2 separate regions of the Sus scrofa genome follow, and region 1 is linked to region 2. A link is a contact called in public Hi-C data. All regions are on one chromosome and are shown on one strand. The core of a region is the stretch at or near the end of the contact, and the rest is flanking DNA. Distances in the headings are between cores, read along the strand shown. Region 1 holds the start of UHMK1 (serine/threonine-protein kinase Kist). Region 2 holds the start of NUF2 (kinetochore protein Nuf2).

Region 1 (5,645 bases), core at 3,003-5,502, 860 kb after region 2:
CTACACTAAGATATAGATATTGTTTCTTTTTTTCAATACTCTTATGAGACACGTGGTATCATTATTCTCATTTTACAGAAAGCAAAATATAGTTTACTTAAATAAATAACTTATTTAATAATAAAAGGTAGAGGCAAGATAAAAAAAACCTAGAGTTTTAACTTGAGCCTATGCTCATAGTCAGCAATTTTGCCTTCAGAGAAAGTAACAGAATGCAGAATAATGATGCTTTTATCTAGGATGTGACTACTGCGGATTCCATTAGTACACATCACACCTCTAAATTTCACCCGAAAAAATGTCCAAATGGCATCTAGTTCTGATTGGCTCTGGCTCAGGCAGAAATAGTCCAAAGAGCTCAAAGTTAGTCAAAGCTAATGCAGATAATTGATCTGTATCTATATTAGCACTAGAGGAAGAATACTTGACTATTTGAGATAAACAATGATACTGGTTTTACTCATGTGACAGCATTTTTTTGCCTAAAGTAAGCATTAGGTACCCCCGCTAGGATACTAAAATACTCCTTCCAAGAGATTGCTTCCATCAGATAGCAATGACTAGGGGTTTAAAAGAAATTAAATTCCATCTGGTATAATAGCCATGCACTGTGTGTTAGATGCGCAAAAAAAAATACTTGTTTAATATTAAAACCAATAATAATTCCTAAACATTGCATTGTTTAATCAAACCTCTAGCCTAAAGGGATAGTGATATCATCACAACATTAAATAAAGTCTCAATATGTTTGAAAACATAACATAGTTTATTCCCTATGTCAGAGGTTTGAAACTTAGAACCCATGTTCCCAAAGAAACAGTCTTAAAAGCAGCAGTCACCTTCTCAGGATAGTTCACATATGGAGTACCAACAAATACAAAGCAATGTGGAACTGTGGACAGAACAGTAAACTTTGAGTAGAATGGACAGATTTTGGAGCCCAGGTCTGGAAGACCCAGTTGTACCATCTGGAACAAGTGGTTTTACAAAAACTGTTCCTCCAGTTTTTGTTTGTAAAAGAACCAATATCCACTCTAACAATCCTCAGAGAATACTACTGTACTTTCAGTAATATTTTAGAATGTAATACAACTACATTACTAAACAAAGTAAATCACTTTTGCTTCTTTGGGAAAATACATTCATTCAAACATTTTATCAAGTACTCAGACATGCCAGGCCCAGGCTAGGAACAGTGAGTATTCAATGCTCATTAGAACATCCGTAGCTAAGGGTGTGAGGAGAGGCACTGAAGGTAACACGAATGCAGTTAAGAGGAATAAGGAAGAGATGAAGGAAGCAGAGAGTCCTCAAAGAGAATCATTACAAACTGAGTACTCTTAATTTGGGATTAAGGACTCTAAAGCAAAACACTGGTGCAGTTTACCTTCCATTCCTGAGATCTGACTGTATGTTTCAGTTTCATTCCTGAGAACATTTCCAGTAAAATGATTCCTAGGCTCCACAGATCAACAGCTGAGGTACATTCTGTATCACTCTGCAGGCCAGCCTGAGCCAAGCAATTCTGCAGTTCTGCTTCAGGAGCCCGATACCCGTCTGTCTGAATATACTTTACATCCTGAAGAAGATGAGTAAATATTATAACCAATAAAAAACTACCCACTTGACATCCATCTCAACGGTGTATTTACCTCTCTGAAAGTGCAGTGACCTATTGCCAAATGAGACGTCAAAATTTTTAGTCCTTGGCTACCATAATTCTTTGGTTCATTAACTGGGCAGTTCTTAAAGGCAAGCTGTGCACTTTCCACACTACTGCTCAGTTCTTTAGATACTCTCTTGCCCATTACGCACTTCTGATAAATAAGGACACTCTGCAAAGAGCTGATAAACCATGAAGAATGATGCGTTGGCCAGAATTGTCATATCTGTTCTGCCATCAGACAAATTAACAGTAACTCAGCAATTAACCAAATGTTCAAACAAAAAACAACCATTCTATGAAGTAAAGTACATCTAATAATTCCAGAGCCCTCTCAAACTAGTTCCCCCTACTTGACCCAAACATATCTACGTATGGCAAAGAAATTCTTTTTAACTGCTTAATCCCCAGTCACTTCAGTATTTTATACAGAAATATCTCTTTTAAGTCTCCACTAAACTACCTCTGTTATTTTAAAATATTTGGCTTAGACAATTGAGTGGGTGAGGAGGGAAAATAAGTCTTACCTGATTGCCTTCTTTGAAGCTAAGTCCAAAGTCAATGAGTTTAAAACATTCATTCTCGGCACTCCACAATATATTACGTGGTTTGAGGTCTGCATGGACATAACCCTCATGATGAAGAAAAGCAAGGGCCTCTAGAACATCTCTGGCACAATGCTGTATCATCCACATGGAACAACCTTGGTGACTGGAATATAAAAGCAATTCCGAAACACTGACATCCAGGAGTTCAAGCAAGAGACAGCGTGATGGCACATTTGGAGAAAAGTGGATTGTAAAAACTCCATATAAAGTCACTAGAAAAAGAAACAAATTGTAACACTTTAAAAACCAGACTCAGAGTAAGTGACTACTAAAGTAGATACAAATTTGAGGTAGTCTAGAAAAGGATTAATGTTATGAGCAAGCAAGCCACCGTAATTTATTTTTCCCATTAGTAAGATTTTTGGGCAAGTGGGTTATTTTATTTTAATAAAATAAGAGGACCTTCAACAGTGGATTACAATTCAAAGATATTAAATATGGCACATAATTAAAATTGTGCTTCCCAAGCACTCAGAGATGAGTGAATATGCACTTTGGGTGCCAAGCAAAAATGAGCAAAAGAAAAATCCAAATACTAAGTATTCTTAAGGCAAATGTCACAATGTACAAAACCAAAACTGAAGATTGGTTCTTGATCCAAAATAGCACTATATAATTAAATATTAAAAGGAGAGGTCAAGACATTCAAGATGACATTTTAACCTAATCTTTTAGAGTCAACAAGTCCTTAGGCCTATAAAAATGTAAAATATTTCCCTCTTAAATATCAGATTTTACCTACATCATTCAGGAAACCTTAAAAAAGAAAAAAAAGGGGGGGCAACACTATTAAGAAATTCTTCTCCAAATGGTAATATTAAAAAGGTCACTATTCACAATAAATATGGATCATGCTTGTCAGTAAGTAATATATCTATGAGCCAAAGTCATAATTAAATGCTCTCTGTTGGTGTATTAGCAATGAAAACTATTTTCACAGCTCAATCATCAGTAATCATTACATATCTTACATTGTGAATATCTGAATCATGAAACATGGTCTTAAGTGGGTAAAAGTATAAAGTGCGTATGTATCATTTTCACATTTCTATAAGGATTCTTATGAAAAATTTGGGAGTCATTTCTCCCAAATCCATACAAAAATTATGTATCAGGTAACATCTATATCAGCTATTAGCATTGACGTCACAAGTACTAGAACTATCTCCCATTTTTCACTGGTATGCAAAGATTCAAAAATTTCCGAACAAGACATGACAATCTAGTAAAGACATGCCTCCTTTCACTACAGAAGATAATTCTCTGTGCTAGTAAGTGCAGCATTTTCCAAACAGAACTGAAGCAAAACAGAATTTATTGAGCATCTACTATAGAACACTGGGCAAAGCGGCCCACCGTATTACAGTCAGTATGAGAGTGAAAGGGGGATGGGAAAGGGTCCTGGGTTGGGTGATAAGGCCAGGGCCGGACCTACTTCTCCCGCCTAAAAGACAGAAGACCGTACGCTAGGCCGAGAGGGGGAGTGTACGCTTGCTCTGAGACCTGGTTAAGAAGAGAAGGGAGATATTGGCAATTACCGATGTTCCTGTGACCCTGCAACTGTTCCAACGCTGCCCTCTCTTTGCGGAAACCATACTCGGCGGCCGAGGCCGCAGCCCCGGTGGTTCCTGGCGGTAAGAACTGCTTCAGGGCGCCGGGGGGTGAGCCAGGAGTGCCGCAGCAGCGCACCCGATACACCGAGGCAGAGGAGCCGCTACCCAGGCGGCTCTGTACCTGCCACAGCCGCCCGAAAGCTTCCAGAAACCGCGGCGGCTCCGCGCCCCACGCACAGCCGGATCCAGCCATCGGTGTGGACTGAGGGCACTGACACGGAGCTGACGCGACGCCCGAGGCAGGCCGGCAGGGCCCTCGGTCACATCCCCGCCCGCCGGACCAGCGGCTCTGCAGGGAGGGGCCTGCAGCCGCCTCACCGACTGCCGGGACCTCAGGCCGCCATGACACCGGAAGCCGTCTGCGCCCGGGTCCCAGAAGCCGGAAATGGAGGAAGAGCCAATCTTACAAGCTGAAGGGCGGGCCCAGAAAGGGCGGAGTCTAGAATTGATTAGGTGAATTAGGTTTGGAGGAAAGGACTGAGGGAGAGAGTTAAGCGTTAGAGAGTTCTTAATATTCTAGGCCCAATGTTAACCGCTTTCACACACAGTCACCTAAAACTAAAACTTATTTTTGTTCTTGCTGAGGCACCCCACCTCACCTTTGGGAAGCTTGGAAAGTAAAACCCTGCCTACATGTCTCATAGCCAGGATCCAAAGGAAATACCCCAGTTGCTAAAGGAATGGATTTACCACCACCTCCTCGCTCTGTTCCCTAGTGGTTATAATTCCGGATGCCCAGGCTTCTGTGCTTCTCTTAGTTTCCTTTGCCTTTGGCTGCCTAGTCAAAAAGCAGCCTCCCTGGGCAAACGTGGATCTTTTACAAACGTTTGTTTTTCATTTATTCATTCGATTTTTTTTACTCATTTGACAATTTTTTATTAACAAGTGTAAAAAATCGGAATCTCGGTCCACAAACGAGGATGTGTAATAAATGTATTCTTCCTTATTATTCTGTGTTCAACTTTTTCAAGCTCCATTCAGATGGGGTGGCACAAAATTAGTATGACCATTTGCCTCCATCACCTTTTCCTCAGGTTTTGTCCAAGTTTCCAGGTAAATGAGGTGGTTTATGTGGGGATTGAGGGGTTGAGCTCTGCTTTTCAGTATCATTGGTTATTGTCTTGCCAGGTTGCCACTGAAATATGCCTTATTTCTGTCTGTATGACCCTTTCAGGGTCTGGATTAGGAAAAGTTCTCTGCACTCTCTGCCATTTCTAACAATCATTTTCTTCTATAGCTGAAGTCTCAACTAATCTCTTGAGAACTTGGGCTTTTGTGATACAAAAAACAAAACTCACAAGCTCCCCTAAGGCAGTGAACACAGACATTTATTTGCTTATATAAAGGGGAAGGCAAAGTGGAGAAGCTGAGGTGTGGAAGGGAACTTAGGTCATGAATAGAGAGGAGATTCGAAATAGAAATTAACCATGATTTCAAAAATTTTGAGTTGGTAGAATGAATTAGATGTGTATATAATTATAATCCAAGGGTCAAGGTAAAAAGGAGGCGCAGGTAAATTGCTAGAACTCTGTAGAGGAACTCTTAGCAATTCACCCATTAGAAAAGTGTGAGTAAAAAGAAGCATTTCATTTCAGTCTATTTTGTTGAAATTGAATGTATTATAATCAGAGATAGCAAATGCTGAATTTCTAGAAGTTGATTAGGTTCTCCTTTGTGAAAAGTATCCATTGTTATAATCCATGTCTTGGTTGCATTTAAACTTTTTCCCCAAATGCTAGAATCAGAAGTTATCGGTCTGAA
Region 2 (5,501 bases), core at 1,566-4,065:
GTGAGAATTTAGGGAAAAAAAAAAGAAACAACAAAAGCCACCTCCCCTATGTCCTCAGATAGTGAGGTATTCCCAACTGGTCCCCCTGGAGCAGTAATTCTCACAATTTTGTAGACATTTTTGGTTGTCAGGAGTAAAGTGGGGCTGCTACTGGAATCTAGTGGGTAGAAGGCCCAGCGTTCTGCTAAACATCCTGCAATGCATAGGCCAGCCACTCAAGAGCAAAGAACTATTCAGTTCAAAATGCCAATAATGCTGAGGTTAGGAAATCCTGCCCTAGAGCCTAGCACTGAACTCTTGTTATACGACTTGCCACAGTGTACTGTGATGATGTTTCTGGCATTACATGGTGGGCTCTCAGTAAGCTAAGAAAACTTTCATTTTCTTCACATCTCTAGCTGTGCCTAACAGAATAGCAATCATAGTAGTAGCAGAAGCAGCAGCAATAGAAGCAACTGTCTCTTAGCTAACAATACTTGGTTAATTACCTATGAATCCCCTATTCTCTAGAGAATCAGCTGTTCCCAGAGATCCAATGTGAAGATATTCAATTTTGCAAACAAACTGAAATGACCCACAATTCTGGAAATCTATTTCTTTAGGCTCCGAGTGTTTCTTAGAATGTCAGGGTTAGAAAGCAGCTTTGGCACCCTGCTTAACCTCTGACAAATATAGGATACCATTCTAAAATATGATTAACAAACAGCTTCCCAGTTCTGCTTGAACACTTGAAAACAGCATTTGCTGTCTCAAGGCAAAAGTTTTTTCCACCTTAGTATAGCTATAATAATCAGATAACTCTTTCTCATACTAGATAGAATTTTCTTTCTGTTTATTGTAAGTGTTACCTACTGGTCTTATTTCTAGTCACAGCAAAAATGTAAAATATACTAATCTGTTTACATGATTCCACTTTCAAAAATGTGAAGGAAGCTATCATCTCTGCTTAGCCTTCTCTTGTCTAAGGTAAGCATAATTTAAGAATAACCACTCCTTTTATGACTTTGTTTCAGAAATTTTACCATTCTACTCATTTTCCTCCAGAACTAGTCTGTTAATGTCTTCTTAAAATGTAATGCTCAGATTGAACACAATACTCTGAATATAGTCTGTTCAGGGAAAAATATCAGTACAGCTGGCAACAGTCACTGTTGATCAAGTGCTATTGACAAACATATATGATGGAGTGAAAACTCCCAGAACTTCTTCAGCATAGCTCACTGATGTCAAGCCAAGACTTCTCCATATTCTTCTTACATAACTGATTACTTGAATCCTAAGCAAGGACTTGCATTTCCTATTATTGAATTCATAATTCCAAGTTTTCCTTCTATAGCCACAATCTTTTTGAACCCAGATTCTGACACCTCATATATTATATGTCCTTTTCAGCATAAATATGCGTATCTACATTTTCATCTAGGTGAGAGATTTAAAAATCAATGATAAAAAGCCTTGCCCAAAGAAAGGCGGCAGAAAGTTAATTTTCCAAAACATACTATATCTGGATCAGAGATGATCACATTAAAGAGGTGTAAAATATCTTCAAAATTATTATTGCACATCCCTCTCTTCTAAAATCTTCACACCCTCTCAGATTAATCCATATAGAATACCACTGCATCATGTAACATCTTTACAAAAATAATTACTCGCCCTATTCGCCACATCAAATTCACATGTTTCTGCTTGGTTTCTAAAACCTTCCACAATTTAATAACCTAATGAATTTTCTGTTCCAAGTTAGTCTCCTCCAGGACGTTTCCCAAACTTCCAATGTTTCCTCTTGGAACCACCTTTCATATCCAATTTCTAGCTTCTTTTGACAGGTTGAATCAAGGGAAGTTCCAATCCATTCTTGGGGGAGGGAGGAAAAAAAAAAAAAAAAACACAGGAGAAGAGAGGGGGAAAATGGAGGAGAGAGGCACTTTGGTTAGATAAAGATATATAAATGACCTAATAAATGTAAAGTGATCCTCAGGCCGCCTGCCAAGTAACAGGCATTTTACATTCGTTACCCCTCAGTTTCTCATTTATTTGCAACACCGAAGTCCTGTGCACAGTAGGTTTTGAATGAATACCAGTTAAATTTCAAACACATTGTTTTGCTAAAATAAATTAGATCGTGGAAATCAAAATCCCAGGAAGCAGAGAATAAACAAAAACAATGACTCCTAACCTCAATAAGGTAAAGTTTCCTGAACTCATTCAGGAAGAATAATCATGCTATACATGCATGGCATATGTACACTGCTCTCTTCCTCTAACTTTCGGATGAAGTATATTTTTGCCTTTTGATTCCTGATTTTGACTTTGGTTAAGCGACGTTTGAGCAACGGAGGTTTGCAGAAAGTTGACCAACATCTGCAACCCCATCACCTTTTAAAGAAATGGGTTTAAAACATATAAATGCAAGCTTCAACTGACCAGCTTCAGTTCAAGTTTCTTCTCCGTAGTTTATGCTGTATCAGACAACACCCATCCGTTTGGTAGGAAATGAGCTAGTTTGGGGGACTAAAATCCAAAAAAATGACCTGTCTTCTCTAGCCTCCCCCGCCCGCGCCGCGCCCAACGAAAACACTGCCAGGCCCCGCGTTCTGACTCCGGCCGGTGGCTCCAGAGCGAGAGGGCGCACTTAGTCTCCCTTTCTCCTCCCGCGCGTGTCTGTTAGCGCTCACCTGCCGCACCAGCCGCCCACAGGAAGACGGCGAGTCCGTGGAGCAGTTACAAGCGAAGCCAAAAATCTGCAAACATCAACCGTTGTTACTTTTCAAACATGCCGCCTCTTCCTGTAAGTCCCTCCCCGTTCCGCCCCGCCCACTTCCTGCTCTCTAGCCGCGCCGGGTGCCGGTTGGGCTCAATAGACTCAAGGCGGCTGGGGCTGGAACTGCGAGAGGACGCCGGGTTCCACCCGGAACTATTTTTCGCGGAGTTGGTGCCTAGTCGGACCTCGAGTTCGTAAGCAGTGGGAGCGCAGTGGTTTGGAGGAGTCCGAGGTTGCTATGGAGTCCCCGAAACTTTTGAAAACTGTCGGGGTTCCAGGCGAAGAGCAAGAGCGAATGGAGGATTTCTGGAGACGTGTGCTAAGCTTAAGGTGACAAGGGAAAGAGGACGTGGGGCTTTCAATGGAGCAGGGTAAGTCATAGAGTCTCAGAGTAATAATGATATCGATATTTTTTGATCATTAATTATGAGGCTCCAGGTTTTGTGTTGGATGCTTATAGGTATTATCTAATTTAGGCTTCATTAGAAAGGGAAAAGGAGGAGTTCCCGTTGCGGCTCAGCTGGTTAAAAACCCGCTAGTATACATGAGGATGCGGGTTCGAGCCCTGGCCTCACGCAGTGTCTTAAAGTATCTGGCATTTACTCGCGCTGTAGTGTGTAGGTCGCAGATGCGGCTAGGATCTGGCGGATCTGGCGTTGCTGTGGTTGGCCTGCAGCAGTTCCGATTAGACCCCTGAGAATTTACATATGCCGCAGGTGCGGCCCTAAAAAAAATGAGAGGGGAAAAAAAAAAAAGGGAAAGGGGTGCTCCCTGGTGGTTCAGCTGGTTAAGGATCTGGCGTTGTCACTGTTGCGGCACAGGTTTGATCCCTGGCCGGGGATCTTACGCATGTGCGGGTGAGGAAAAAAAAAAATTAATAAGGAAAAGTGGTTAGTAGATACTGTCATCAAATGAGTGATTAAATCAAGGAGATTATGCACTTGGCCCAAAGCTGTACGCAGTAGTTCATAAGTAGCATAATCAGGATTTGAACACAGATCATTTGATTGTGTTTGTAGGTACAACTTCAAGAGATGAGAGCAACCTAGCAGTGCACTTGGTTAGGTTAGTTCACTTTCACAGGCTTAGAAGTGATTCGTTTCCACTTGTACGGTAAGTGACACTGTCTAGGGTAGAACCCAAATCTCCTGGTGCTTCTCCCTCCCTTCATTCATCCCTCCACAGGAGCCAGGGACTCCTGGTGTTTCCCAACACTGAACTATTAGCCAAACTTGGATGTCTCTGAGTTGGATTCTTCAGATAATAATGCTCGAATGAGAGGGAGTTCATACATGATCACAAATAAGGGTCTTGCAGCAACTACTGGCCTAGTTGTCAGAGGGAAAAGCCATTTGGTTTTCTTATGGCTTGGGACAGTAGAGGCCATAATAAGACTTGTGTCTGACCACAGGCTATGGTAATATCTAGAGACAGTGATGTATTGGATGGGAAGTCTGAATTGCCTCAAGTGAAAAATAATGCTGGAAAGATTGCATTGGAAGTAGATGCAAATTCTGGTACTTTGATTTGGAGGGTGAAGGCTATACCTGTTAATATGGAAATGCATACCAATTTGAAAAAAAATACATTGCATATTCAGTAGTTTAGGGGTTTTTCCTTTCTATAAAAGTGAGCTAGGAAATAGATTTTTTTTAAATAGTGAGAGTCAGTGAAGAAAGGAGAGAAAAAAGCCTTTCTCATTGGCACTTACCAAATCAAACTGATTATTTGTGCATGCACATACTCCACAGGCCACATCTTTTCAGAGGCAGGGAAAAGGGCAATAGATAGCATAGTGGCTGAGAGCTCAGCTCTTAAGTCAGAAAGAACTAGGTTTAAATATCTCATCACACTGCTTACTATCTGTATGGACTCAGGTAAGTTGTTTAACCTAACTAAAATGGTTTCTGCATCCTTAAAATAGTGATAATATCTGGCTTATAGAGTGTCATGAAGATTAAATGGATTCATTCATGTAAAATGTCCAGCAGAATTGTAAACACTTGATAAATATTCCCTGTTGTTTTGACTATTATGATTTATACATTGTCCTAGTAATATATCTTTCAAATGATAATTACCCAACAAATGTCTGAACCATTGTTAGGAGTCCAGACAAGAAAAGAGGGACCTGTATATAAACCAAGAATGGAATAGACCATGTGGAGAGAGAAAAGTGAGGTAAAAGAAGAGCAGGATGATGGTATCTACAATAAAATAATTGCTTATTTGGGGGATAATTTTACTATAGATATGGCAAGTTGATAGTTATATTAGAATTAAAATTAGGAAAAAAACTAATGGTATTTACACAGACTGTCTCAGTTACAAGAGTAGATCTGATTTTTCAAAATTCAGTTGTCTGTTACTGGTCATTGTGAAGTGGAGGGCAGAACATCAAAAATCCAGAAATCTCAGCCTAGACTTTCTAGAGTTTTGTCATCATCCATAAAGACATTAACTACAGCAGAAAATTAGATTCCACTGTTTATGGCTGTAGCATCTTTTCCCATTTGTATCTGTATGCCCTTATATGCTCTATATCTGTGCTTATATTTCATTTTCTCTGTCAACCCTCCTTCCATCCTTTCCCAGCCTAACCTGCATGGTTTATCAACATCCAAACTCCCTATGTCCGTTGCCTCTGACCCAGATGCCTGTCAAAACCTTAACCCTCAATCTGTCCCATAAATCCCCAGCTGGATGCCCCAGAGAAAACAACACAAATTGACATTGT

The links. A called contact is a pair of places that touch in the nucleus more often than the background predicts.
Region 1: a contact with region 2 is called in a Hi-C map of embryonic fibroblasts, with 2.8 times the contacts expected there. The contact joins the promoter of UHMK1 here to the promoter of NUF2 in region 2. A contact is called at or near these places in 1 of 5 promoter capture datasets (liver), 5 of 47 Hi-C or Micro-C datasets (embryonic fibroblasts, heart right ventricle, mesenteric adipose tissue and 2 more) and 1 of 2 datasets of contacts at active chromatin or transcription factors (skeletal muscle).

Annotation. Positions count from the first base shown.
Region 1 is chr4:88,048,683-88,054,327 of Sscrofa11.1, forward strand. UHMK1 (serine/threonine-protein kinase Kist) reads right to left here and starts at 4,253. Exons shown (of 8, transcript XM_021089503.1): 1 at 3,810-4,253; 2 at 2,191-2,483; 3 at 1,388-1,579. The coding sequence starts at 4,077.
Region 2 is chr4:87,191,378-87,196,878 of Sscrofa11.1, forward strand. NUF2 (kinetochore protein Nuf2) reads right to left here and starts at 2,816. Exons shown (of 14, transcript XM_005655379.3): 1 at 2,679-2,816. LOC100518120 (a long non-coding RNA gene) reads left to right here and starts at 2,929. Exons shown (of 2, transcript XR_001303421.2): 1 at 2,929-3,135.